2 separate regions of the Drosophila melanogaster genome follow, and region 1 is linked to region 2. A link is a contact called in public Hi-C data. All regions are on one chromosome and are shown on one strand. The core of a region is the stretch at or near the end of the contact, and the rest is flanking DNA. Distances in the headings are between cores, read along the strand shown. Region 1 holds the start of mamo (maternal gene required for meiosis). Region 2 overlaps mamo (maternal gene required for meiosis).

Region 1 (4,977 bases), core at 271-2,770, 50 kb before region 2:
CCAGTGTTTTGAAGGATTGAAACTATGTTTTTAAGAAGTTAGTTGCAGTTATAAAGAATGTCAATTCCGAATTAAGTGTATAAATATTTTAGGCAAATTTTTAGTAGCTAGGTAGTGGCTATTTATTGCAACAGGCCCTCAAAAAATAATATGTAACTAATATTGTAATGTGTTTTCTTAAATTGTCACTTGTCCTGAATTTGTGAATTGATTAACAAGTGCCAAAAAAAAAACCCAAAAAAAAAAAAAAAAAAAAAAACTGCAGCTTAGACATCAGATTAGAAATTGCCGACGGAATATCGCAGAGCTCTGTTGAAAATATTCTGAGCGGAATTTTTAGTGCATATTAGAACTCTAAATATTAAATGATATTTCAATGATTTTTTTACTGTTTCTTTTTTATGTCAATTTGGCAATTGCATTGTATTATTTAAAGTTTAAATATTTCCATACTTCAATTTTAAATGTATTTGTATTATACTCAACTAAAACTTTTAAGGTTTTAGTGTGAAAGTAATTGTAATTAAAGATTACAATTTTCGATTTTAAATTTTGTATGAAAATGAATTAAAACGAATTGCCACATTTTTCATTTAGCCTTATTCATGTGCTTTACTACTAATTTTGTGGCATGCACATAAAATCGCACTTTTTTTTAAACCAGTGAATAAACATAATTATTTAAAAATGATAAGTTCATCATTTTTGTTGGAAAATGTATTAAAACTTGTTAGATTTATTAAAGCAAATTTATTGAATTTAATAAAAAATTTAAAAGAATAGTTTCGAACCTTGTTTTTTTTGTTTTGTTGAATTTATCAGTTTTTAATATTTTTCTTGCAAACCATTAAAATCGATCAGATTGCATTCCGTTTTAAGATTGATAAAAATGATAGTTTCAATTTTATTTGAGTGATTTGAGGGCATATATGGCATTATTAAAAATAATGCACATTCAACTAGAGTTCTTGTCCTGCGTATTAATTTGTTGGACCTTTCTTTGTCCTTTTATTTGAACCCCAAAAACTTTCGGGAAACATATGGCAGACGGTTGTGTGAGTGTTTGTGGGTTTTATTTTCTGAATGATATGTTGCTGCACTCGTACAGATTACGCATACGCTGCGTTGTCCACTGCGAAGAGAGAGAGAGAGCGAGCGAGCGAAAAGAGAGAGCGCCGCACCGTGCACTTTCTGCGATTGAGTGAAAGAGAAAAAGTGACTCGCGGTGGGAAACGAGGTGCATTTTGGCTCAGCTTTGCTGCGTTTTTCACCGACGCTGCTCTTTTACGAAGCGCGTGCGGCGCTCTTAGTACAAGCACACACCACTCACACACACACACACACACACACACACATACGTATGGACTACGATGTGCAGGGGCACCCACACATAGGCGAACGGGAATCACTCGGCAATACGAAGCAACGCAGTCGCAGTCGCAGCGCTGCCGCCGCGCTGCCAACGCCAATGCTCTTTGGGTTTTGGGCTTTTGGCCAGGCTTTTTGGTTTTGCAGCTCTGTCGGCTTTGGACTTTCGCAGAGATTTCACACGCGATGCGATTGCAGTTCTTGCAGACACTTTCATACGTTCGTTCGTGTTTATTTTCGTTAGCCTTAGCCGCAAACAGCAAATAAATTACATTTTGCCAAGCGACAAAATATTCAAATATTTTACGAATATTTGTACGGAAAATATTTTGGATTCTTTATCGTTTATTTTTTTTTTCTTCTTTATTTTTGTGCGCGGTTTTTGGAAACACGAATTTCGAGTAATAGGTCCTTTTGCATTCATTTCTGTCCTTCATTCATGAAATTAATTTTTTTTTGAATTTTTTTCAAGTGCTCTGCGTCGGTTTCTAACACTAGTTTTTGTATACTTTTTCCCAGGCATAAACTTAAACACAACAAAAATGTTTTATAAATATATTATTATAAAATAAAAAATTACAAATAAATGAAGTAACAGCGAAAGTTTTTAACAAAGTCAACAACAACAACAACCACACAAAAGAAGCAAGAAAATCCTTAAGCGTAATTTTTTTGTATTTCAACAATGCAACAACCACAACAACTACATCTACAACAGGGGCAACAACTGCAGCAGCAACAACAACCGCAAGAACAACAACATCAACAACAACCACAACAACCAAATGAAACAACAACTCAAGGCGGCTTTGCACGTGTGTGTGTGTGAACAACAACAACAACAACAACAACAACAACAAAAGCGACAACAAGCTAAAAACTTTAGAAAAACTTACAACAACTTTTTTGGACTTGGAGCATTTTTCGAAATCTAAACAGCCTAAAGTAAATACCGAAAAATATCCCGCAATTATTTTGTGTTTTTTTCCCCATCTCAAAAACTACAATTTCATTTCAAATAGAAAAACGCAAACAATTTAAACAAAAAACATGCTCTAAGGTTGTGTTAAAGGAAATTAAACCTATTTTGCACCTTAATTCTTTGATTTCAACAAAATTACAACAATTTTTTCCAAGTGAAAAATTTGTGCGAACCGCAGAAAACAGAAAAGTGGAAATAAACAAAAATCAAGTCAAATTTAATTCAATGCAAACAGCAAGTGCAACAACAACATCAACAACAACAACAACCACAAGAAATTCACCCAAAACATCAACAACAACAAAACCAACAACTGCGGCAAAGGCATCAACAACAACACCAACAACAAGAAGAAGAACGAGAACAAAGTTTTGAAACTGCGGTGTTTGGCGTTTATGGTGAGTTTTTTTTTACTTTTCAAACAATTTTTCAAATCATCGAATCATTTATTTGGCACTTCGTTTGCGATATTATTTTATCAAGTGTTTGCGTGGGTCAAAAATCGAACACGAAGTGCTACTCGATAAGAAAAGTGTTAGGTTTGGATGAATTTTGGCCATAAATGGATTAATAGCAAAAGTGTGAAGTGAGAGGAATGGAAAGTGTTGGACAAAAACTTGTTTGCGATTAATTTTGTCCATAGAAGCCTTGAATAAACTATAACTTTGAATTGCAAAAAAAAAACGGCGTTAATTAAATAAAATATTTGCAAAATTACTAGCCATTGGTGACTTAACTAAAATAAGGTGCTAAACAATTTAACTTTGATAAGAAATACACTTTAGGGTCATTGCTACTATAAATGTATGCTAGATATAATATTTTTGATTATATATATATAATATTTGTATATTATTATTCAGACAGACTTCAGTTATTGCTGATTATAAAGAACTTAATCGTAATGCCTATAGTTAAGTGTGAAGATAAACATAAGTTAGTTGATATAAAAAATGGCAATAAAACACCCAGACGTATACATAACTCTATTCACGAATCAGTTTTGTTACCCTTTCCATATATATATATATATATATATATATATATATTTTTTTTTTATCAACCGCTCTTTTGGCGACGACTGTAGCACTTCCCGTTTGAACCGGATGCGCTTTTGGAAAAATTTGCTGAATGTTATCAAATATGTAAAATGGAAATGCACTTTTCTGGGCCACAACAACTGGCAAAAAATAAAATGCATATATCGACAAAGCAAAAAGAGACAAAAAAAAAAAAATAAAGAAATAAATAGTAAGCCAATCAATAAATTGGCAAAAAGAAAAGTAAGTTAACTAAATGCTTGGTCAGTTTTAGAAGTCGCCAGCGAATAGAATCGGCAAGAAGAAAATTCTCGAACTTCCGGCGCCACCAGAGGCGCCAACTAATCATCGCTTTTTTTTTTTGTTTAGCTTAGTTAATCAGGAAATTGGGCAAAAAAAAAAAAACGCTAAAGAAATTGGAAAACTTTAAGATTCAACTTGAATAGATGACATGTTTTGTTAGCACTATAGAATGTTATAAACGTAGTGTAAGTTATGTTAGATTTTATTTTAAGTATTATAAGCAATATATCTCCTTTATATAGCTACGATTTGAAACGAATATAATTTATTAAGCTTATATAAGTGTTTTGTTCTAAAATTAAAGTGGATTTTTTTTTTTAAGAGAAGTCTGCACTTCATGTAATTAAAAACCCACAACACAAGACCTTAACAAGACGAAACGCACTGTCTAGCTTCTTAGCGCGCCTTATCCTCATTCCCATCGCTGTCTCTCGACTTTATCGCAATTATAAATATTTATAAGAAATGAGTCCATACAAACGAATATCATTCCCATTGCACTTGGTGGGGGGTTTTTGAGCGCCGTTTTAATGGCTTCTTTCGTGTTTTTTTTTTTTTTGTTTCTGTTTTGTTTTTCAAATAGTATTATTTTTTATTATTTTTTGCCATACTGCGCAGACGCAACAAGATTTGCAAAATATTCTAATATCATATAGTATATCATGTTTTATTTTTTGACATTTCCATTTCGTTTAATTTCAGTTACATTTTCGTTTGCAAAAATTCATTACAATTCGCGTAATTGCGTTGCCTTTGTGTGGATATTGTTCGTGTGTTTTTCTTCTCTTTTTTTATGTGCAACAGTTTTCGCTCGTGTGTTTTTTTCTAATTATTTTCCGCGAGTGTGATTGTGTGTGTGTGTGTGTGAGTGTGCCTGTGAGTGCAACTAATGAGCAACTGCCGGTCGACTTGCCAGCGGTTGAAATTATTAACTCATTATGGGGTCTCGGGTGTTTTAAGTGCCTCAAGTCAGCCTGTTTTGTTTCGTTTCGTATTTTTTCTCCTCTTTTTTTGTTGTTGTTTTTTTTTTTAATGGCTTGCGTGCGTTTTTTTTTGTTTGTTTGTGCATCTCTTAATATTTTTTTTTTTTTTTTTTTGTGTGCAGTTGGCGGCAATTGAATAAGGTGCAACATTGTTGGCAGACGGATTCTCCTCGTATAAATGAGCAGAATTAATTGAAATGGCCGAAAAGGTAAAGAGAGGCGAGTACAGGGTAGCTCTGAGCCCAAATGCTTAAGTGCTGGTAATTGTTTTGTGGCTTGAGCAACCATTGATTAATGGCGG
Region 2 (5,011 bases), core at 1,412-3,911:
GCTCCGACTCCCTATCAGCAGTAGATTCAATTCAAAACACAAATAATAACAGCTTTTACCCAAGCAGAATACGATCGCTAATAACGCAACACGCACCTAAAATTAAAATAATGTGGATTCCTGGCCATTCAGGAATAAAAGGAAATGAATTAGCCGATCAAGCTGCAAAATCAGCAAGCAGTATGCCACTTATCCTCACCCCAAACATAAATACCACAGATATAAAAAAACACCTTAAAGCCGACCTTGCGACAAAACAGAAAGAACACATAATAAACTGCAGTCCATGGTACCAATCTATTAACACGAACACCTCACACCCATGCGATTACCTTAAACAATCCCACCCAAATTGGACCAGACTCGACCAAATAAAAATAATACGACTTCGACTAGGACACACAAACATAACCCACCAACACTACCTAAATCCCAATTCAATACCAACTTGCCCGTTTTGCCAAGGTGATATTTCTTTAAACCACATATTTAACTCATGCCCATCCCTCCTACAAACCAAGCAAGATATATTTAACAACACCAACCCTCTAGACCTTCTTAGCAAACCCAATCCAGATAACATACAAAAACTCATACTTTTCCTCAAAAAAACTAAATTATACCACAAAATCTAAAAACAAAACAGGCATTTGTACATAACAAGCCAGCAATTAGTTACCAAATTAGATATTAACTAAATTAAGATATAATAACATTGTAAATAAATATAGCTGTAAGCCCCGTAGCTAATGCTATACTATCTAAGTTAGTCTAGTTTTGTAAACTATTCTATCTATCATAATAATAATAATAATAATAAATAACTGAATGGTTTATTTCCAATAGGCTGCCTCATTAAATTTCCTATTTAAATACTTTTCTGCTTATTTTCGTGTATTTTTAACCACTGTGCGCAGTGCCGCAGTGGCTGCTGCACTTTATGCCCCTCATCCTGCTTTTCCTTGAGTGAGATTAATCGCAGCTTTGACAGGCGCTGCATTTGCTGCTGCATTTCGGTTTTCTTGCCGTTTGCATGATTAAGCATTGCGCAGGGGGGGGGGGGGGTGTGAGGGTTGGTGTCTAAAGAGGGGGCGGTCGGGCAGCGGGGGCGTGGCAGACCGCTGGCTGCCTTTGACATTATCACCAAAAGTGCCGACCGCGCAGGCGCGGAGCCATCAACCAGTTGAGTCGAGTCAATCACCGGCGGACCCCATTTACTCCTCCTGCCCCACATCATTAACAGTCAAATGCCTAGTTTTTTTCTCAGATTCACAACTACTTTTTTTAATACTCTATTTTACGGGGTATTGTGCTATATACAATATAAATATATATATAAAATCGTGAACTATAAAATGACATGCCTGTGTTTAGTTTTGTAAATGTTTAGAGAACTTAGATTCAACTCAATATTTACCAGGTTAGGGCATTAAAACGTCGGTTGCTGAGCGCTTGTTTTTGCATCGCAGTTTTTTACTAGACTTTTTGTGTGTTCGCTTGGACGCTGCCTTTTGATGTTCGAGGGCTGGGATTTGGTGAACTTTAACATCGCTTATGTCAAATTATGTCTTCATTTGCCCGGCAGAGGGCGTGGCGCCTGCGGGTCTTTAACCATCCTCGATATTCCCGCACCTCCCCTCCACGCATCCACTGTCCCTTTGCCAGCTGATTTTTCCATTCTCTTCGCTGATTTATGGCCAAAAGTGCATTTGGCGGCGGCTTGTTTTTGTTTACGTTTTAACGCTGACAAAACGCTGCAATTTTTTTTGTCGGCACTTCTCTTGAAATATTACGCATACGCCGCGTGCGCGGGTGGGTGGGAATGGCAATGGTAATGGTATAGTGGGTTAGCGTGGATAGCACCGGGGCGGTATTATGACAAATTGCACAATAGCTGCGCGCGAACTTGAGAAAACAAATGCGATAGGAAAACATGCAAAAAGCACAAAAGGCGCTAAAAAAAGAAAAAAAAAAATATATCAAAAAAGTCAGGGGAAAAAAATAAGAGTACACACAGAGAAAAATAGACACCGAGCGATATGAAAAGCGTAGCAACAATGTGCAGGAAGCGTTTAGCGAAGGGTGGCGATGAAGAGGGGGTGGTGCTGGGGTTGTGTCGTGCGGGGGGGGGGGGGTGTGGGGTGTGGGTGTGCAGTGGGGCGCTTGGCGAAGGGGTTTGGCGGGCGGCGGGCGGTGGAGGCGTGTGCGTATGCACTCGACGCTGCCAACGCGTCGCCGCTGATTGTTGTTGTCGCTGTCGCATTACATAAGCCGCATATCGTTTCCGCCACAGCGCCCACACACAAACACATATACATGTGTACGTACCGATACACCCGCACAGTGGGTCAAGAGGTGATCGATCGAAGAAAATGAATGAAACGAACGGTAATGGAATTGGGCGGAACACCAACGAACGAAATGGAAATTCAATTAAGAGCGCATTCAGAAGTTGATAACTATTCAGATCAGTTACTTTGAAATCTTGCAATATAAGAATATATTTTATTTATTATTCGCTATTTGATGATCACGCCCACTGTGCGCCTTGTGCGCAGAGGAAGCACAGACCGTGTGCATTCTCCATTCCCACATTCTCGTTCTCGTGTGTTTCCATACCCCCCCACCCCCACCCCCTGTTCCTTCTTTTCGCATTTTAGCATTCTCCCACAGCTTTTGTGCACTCATTCTCCTTCTCCGCTGTGTTCTCGTTTTCGTTCGCACATATCGGCCCTCTCCCTCGGCGCGATCCAACCTCACCCCGCTTGCCCGCCCACTCGCACACCCACTCGCGGCGATCGCATTGCGCATTGCGTTGCGCATCAGAACAACGTTCGACCTTGACAGTGAAAATTCAATGGCAGCGACGCCGCAGTCGCGGTCGACGTCGACAGCGACGCGCTTGCAATTGACGAGCGCAAATTGTTGTTCTATATACACACACACATATGTATATAAATAAATATATATATATATGTATACACACCAATAGATACGCGAGTGCGTACAGTAAAAGATCGGATATTATTTAAGGACTTTCAGTCGATTTTCTAGAGAAGATCAAATATTACGTATACGTCAAATTTACTTTAATAATGTTTATGCCGACAGCTATAAGCACCATTTTGCACCATTTCGCGAGTGCCCACTGTACTTTTCATGGGTGTGTGTCGCCATTTGGTTCCTGCACTAGTTTTTACAATTTGTAGAACTCAAACATTTTGCGTATGTTATCGTCTGAATGACCGATTGTTTGTTATTTTTGTTGCTCCTGCTGTTCTTGCTGTTGTTGTTGTTGCTTTAGGTGCATTCGCCGCACGACCTTGAACATTGCAGTTTTTTTTTTCTCGCAATTGGCAGCGTGCGCACATAAAACAAACAAACAAACACACAAACCGCACATGTGTGCAGATCGGCACAGATATGTAAATCAGCCTGCGGATATCTACACTTAGAAAGTCTTGGCCATTTACACTCTTCTCGATCGCTGAAAAATGCATCTCTTTAAGATATAATGCTAAAAAATATCTTGTAGTTAAACTACTTATGTGAATATAATATTTATTGAAAAGGAATAGATTTTTCATTGAGTTTTACAGCCATCTCTCTTTAAAATATATCTTATTTTTCTATACTTTAGACAAACCTTAACCCTTTGTCGCCATACCCGCACTTTCTACCCTTTTCCCATTCCTTGCGTACTTCAGATCCTACGCCTTATACCTTGTGATTTGTGTTGAGTTTTTGTCGAATTATTTTCGTTCTTTTTGCGCAACTTGGCGAAAAATAGCGATGCAAAAAAAAAAAAGAAAATCAAAGAAAAAAAAAGAGGGAGGAAGAAAGAAAAACCTTACCGCATTTGTATAAAAACTGTGGCAATGAAAACCATTGGCCATTGGCACTTAGCAACATTTTACGTGCGATATTCGAATTCGTTTGTTGCTGATTTCGCTAAGAAAATTTCAACAATTTGTGCACTTCCTTTTGTTTGCCAGCAAACAGTTTGAAAGTGCCCGCGGAAAGGGGGTGGGGCGTTGGTGGGGCTTATCAATGTGTGGGTGCGGGGTATGGGTGGACTGGTGGGTGGTCTTGGCAACAACTGCCTTGGCTCGATTGCTGGGTTAAGTTTTCAAGGGCACGCGCGTGCAGTTTGCAAATGGATGGTAGAAGACATCCATACACAGAAAATAAAAAAAATGGAACTCAATTAAAAAAGTATTTAAGTAATGTAATTAAAGCCCATTAGAACCGCCCTCAAACTAAGAAATTTTGAATTTCTTGAATATTTCAATGCTCAAGGCATTTTTCAATGAGTAGGGGGCATGCTAGATTTCTTTCAGTGCATTGGCCTGCATGATTGTGAATGTAAACTGAGCTAAGAGTGGGTGGCGACTTTGGAGAAATTCAATTGCGTAAATCGCAATTTAACACCGATCAATTTCCAATTAACTTTAAATATAATAAAATTAGAAAAAAAATTTTATTAATTACAGTATAAAGAAAAAAGCCAATTAAAAAAAATATTGAGCTGAAGTGAAATATTGAGTGAAATAAAACAATTAAATTATAAAAAAAAGGAAATTAGAAAAACCTGTTTCTGTCCCACACTATGCGCTCCCTGTCTCTCTCCCACCATCACTGCCTCTCTTTCGCACGCGCTTGGCCTTGCACTTACGCCGCTGCGTTCCGCTGCCGACGCTACCGCCTCTGCCGGCGTCGTCGCCAACGCCACGCTCTGCACTTCCGCACACACGACAAATAAAAACAAAAAGGAAAAAAAAACCGACTAACGAACAGCTGACGAAGCGTGGCAGCAAAGTGCCGCCGCCCGATCTCGCCACCCCCCCTCTCTCTCTCTCTGTCGCACTGGCCGCACCGCTCGGCTCCGTCCCGCTCGCCGCGCCGCGCCGCCAGCCTCTCGCTCGCACTGCATCTCGACGGTGAGTGCAGCGAAAAGTGAAAAGTTTGCAAAAAGAATGTTAGAATCAGTGCTGATCTGGGTTGAAACTAA

Evidence for each region. Hi-C and Micro-C count contacts between places; a contact is called where the count stands out from the background.
Region 1: a Hi-C map of the Kc167 cell line shows a contact between it and region 2, with 1.9 times the contacts expected there. The contact joins the promoter of mamo here to the enhancer-like site in region 2. A contact is called at or near these places in 30 of 107 Hi-C or Micro-C datasets (the Kc167 cell line, the ML-DmBG3-c2 cell line, the Ras3 cell line and 13 more) and 1 of 6 datasets of contacts at active chromatin or transcription factors (the S2 cell line).

The regions. Positions count from the first base shown.
Region 1 is chrX:13,982,985-13,987,961 of dm6, reverse strand. mamo (maternal gene required for meiosis) reads left to right here and starts at 1,520. Exons shown (of 11, transcript NM_132704.4): 1 at 1,520-1,591; 2 at 1,888-2,748.
Region 2 is chrX:13,933,836-13,938,846 of dm6, reverse strand. All of the region lies in intron 3 of mamo (maternal gene required for meiosis), which reads left to right. Among named protein-coding and RNA genes, the nearest start is that of CG11068, 19 kb to the left of the region's middle. Within about 2 kb of position 2,661, at least 25 of the 39 cell types and tissues checked have an H3K27ac peak or open chromatin away from gene starts, as enhancers often do. A contact at or near this core is called in the Kc167 cell line, the S2 cell line, brain and 8 more, where this site is marked.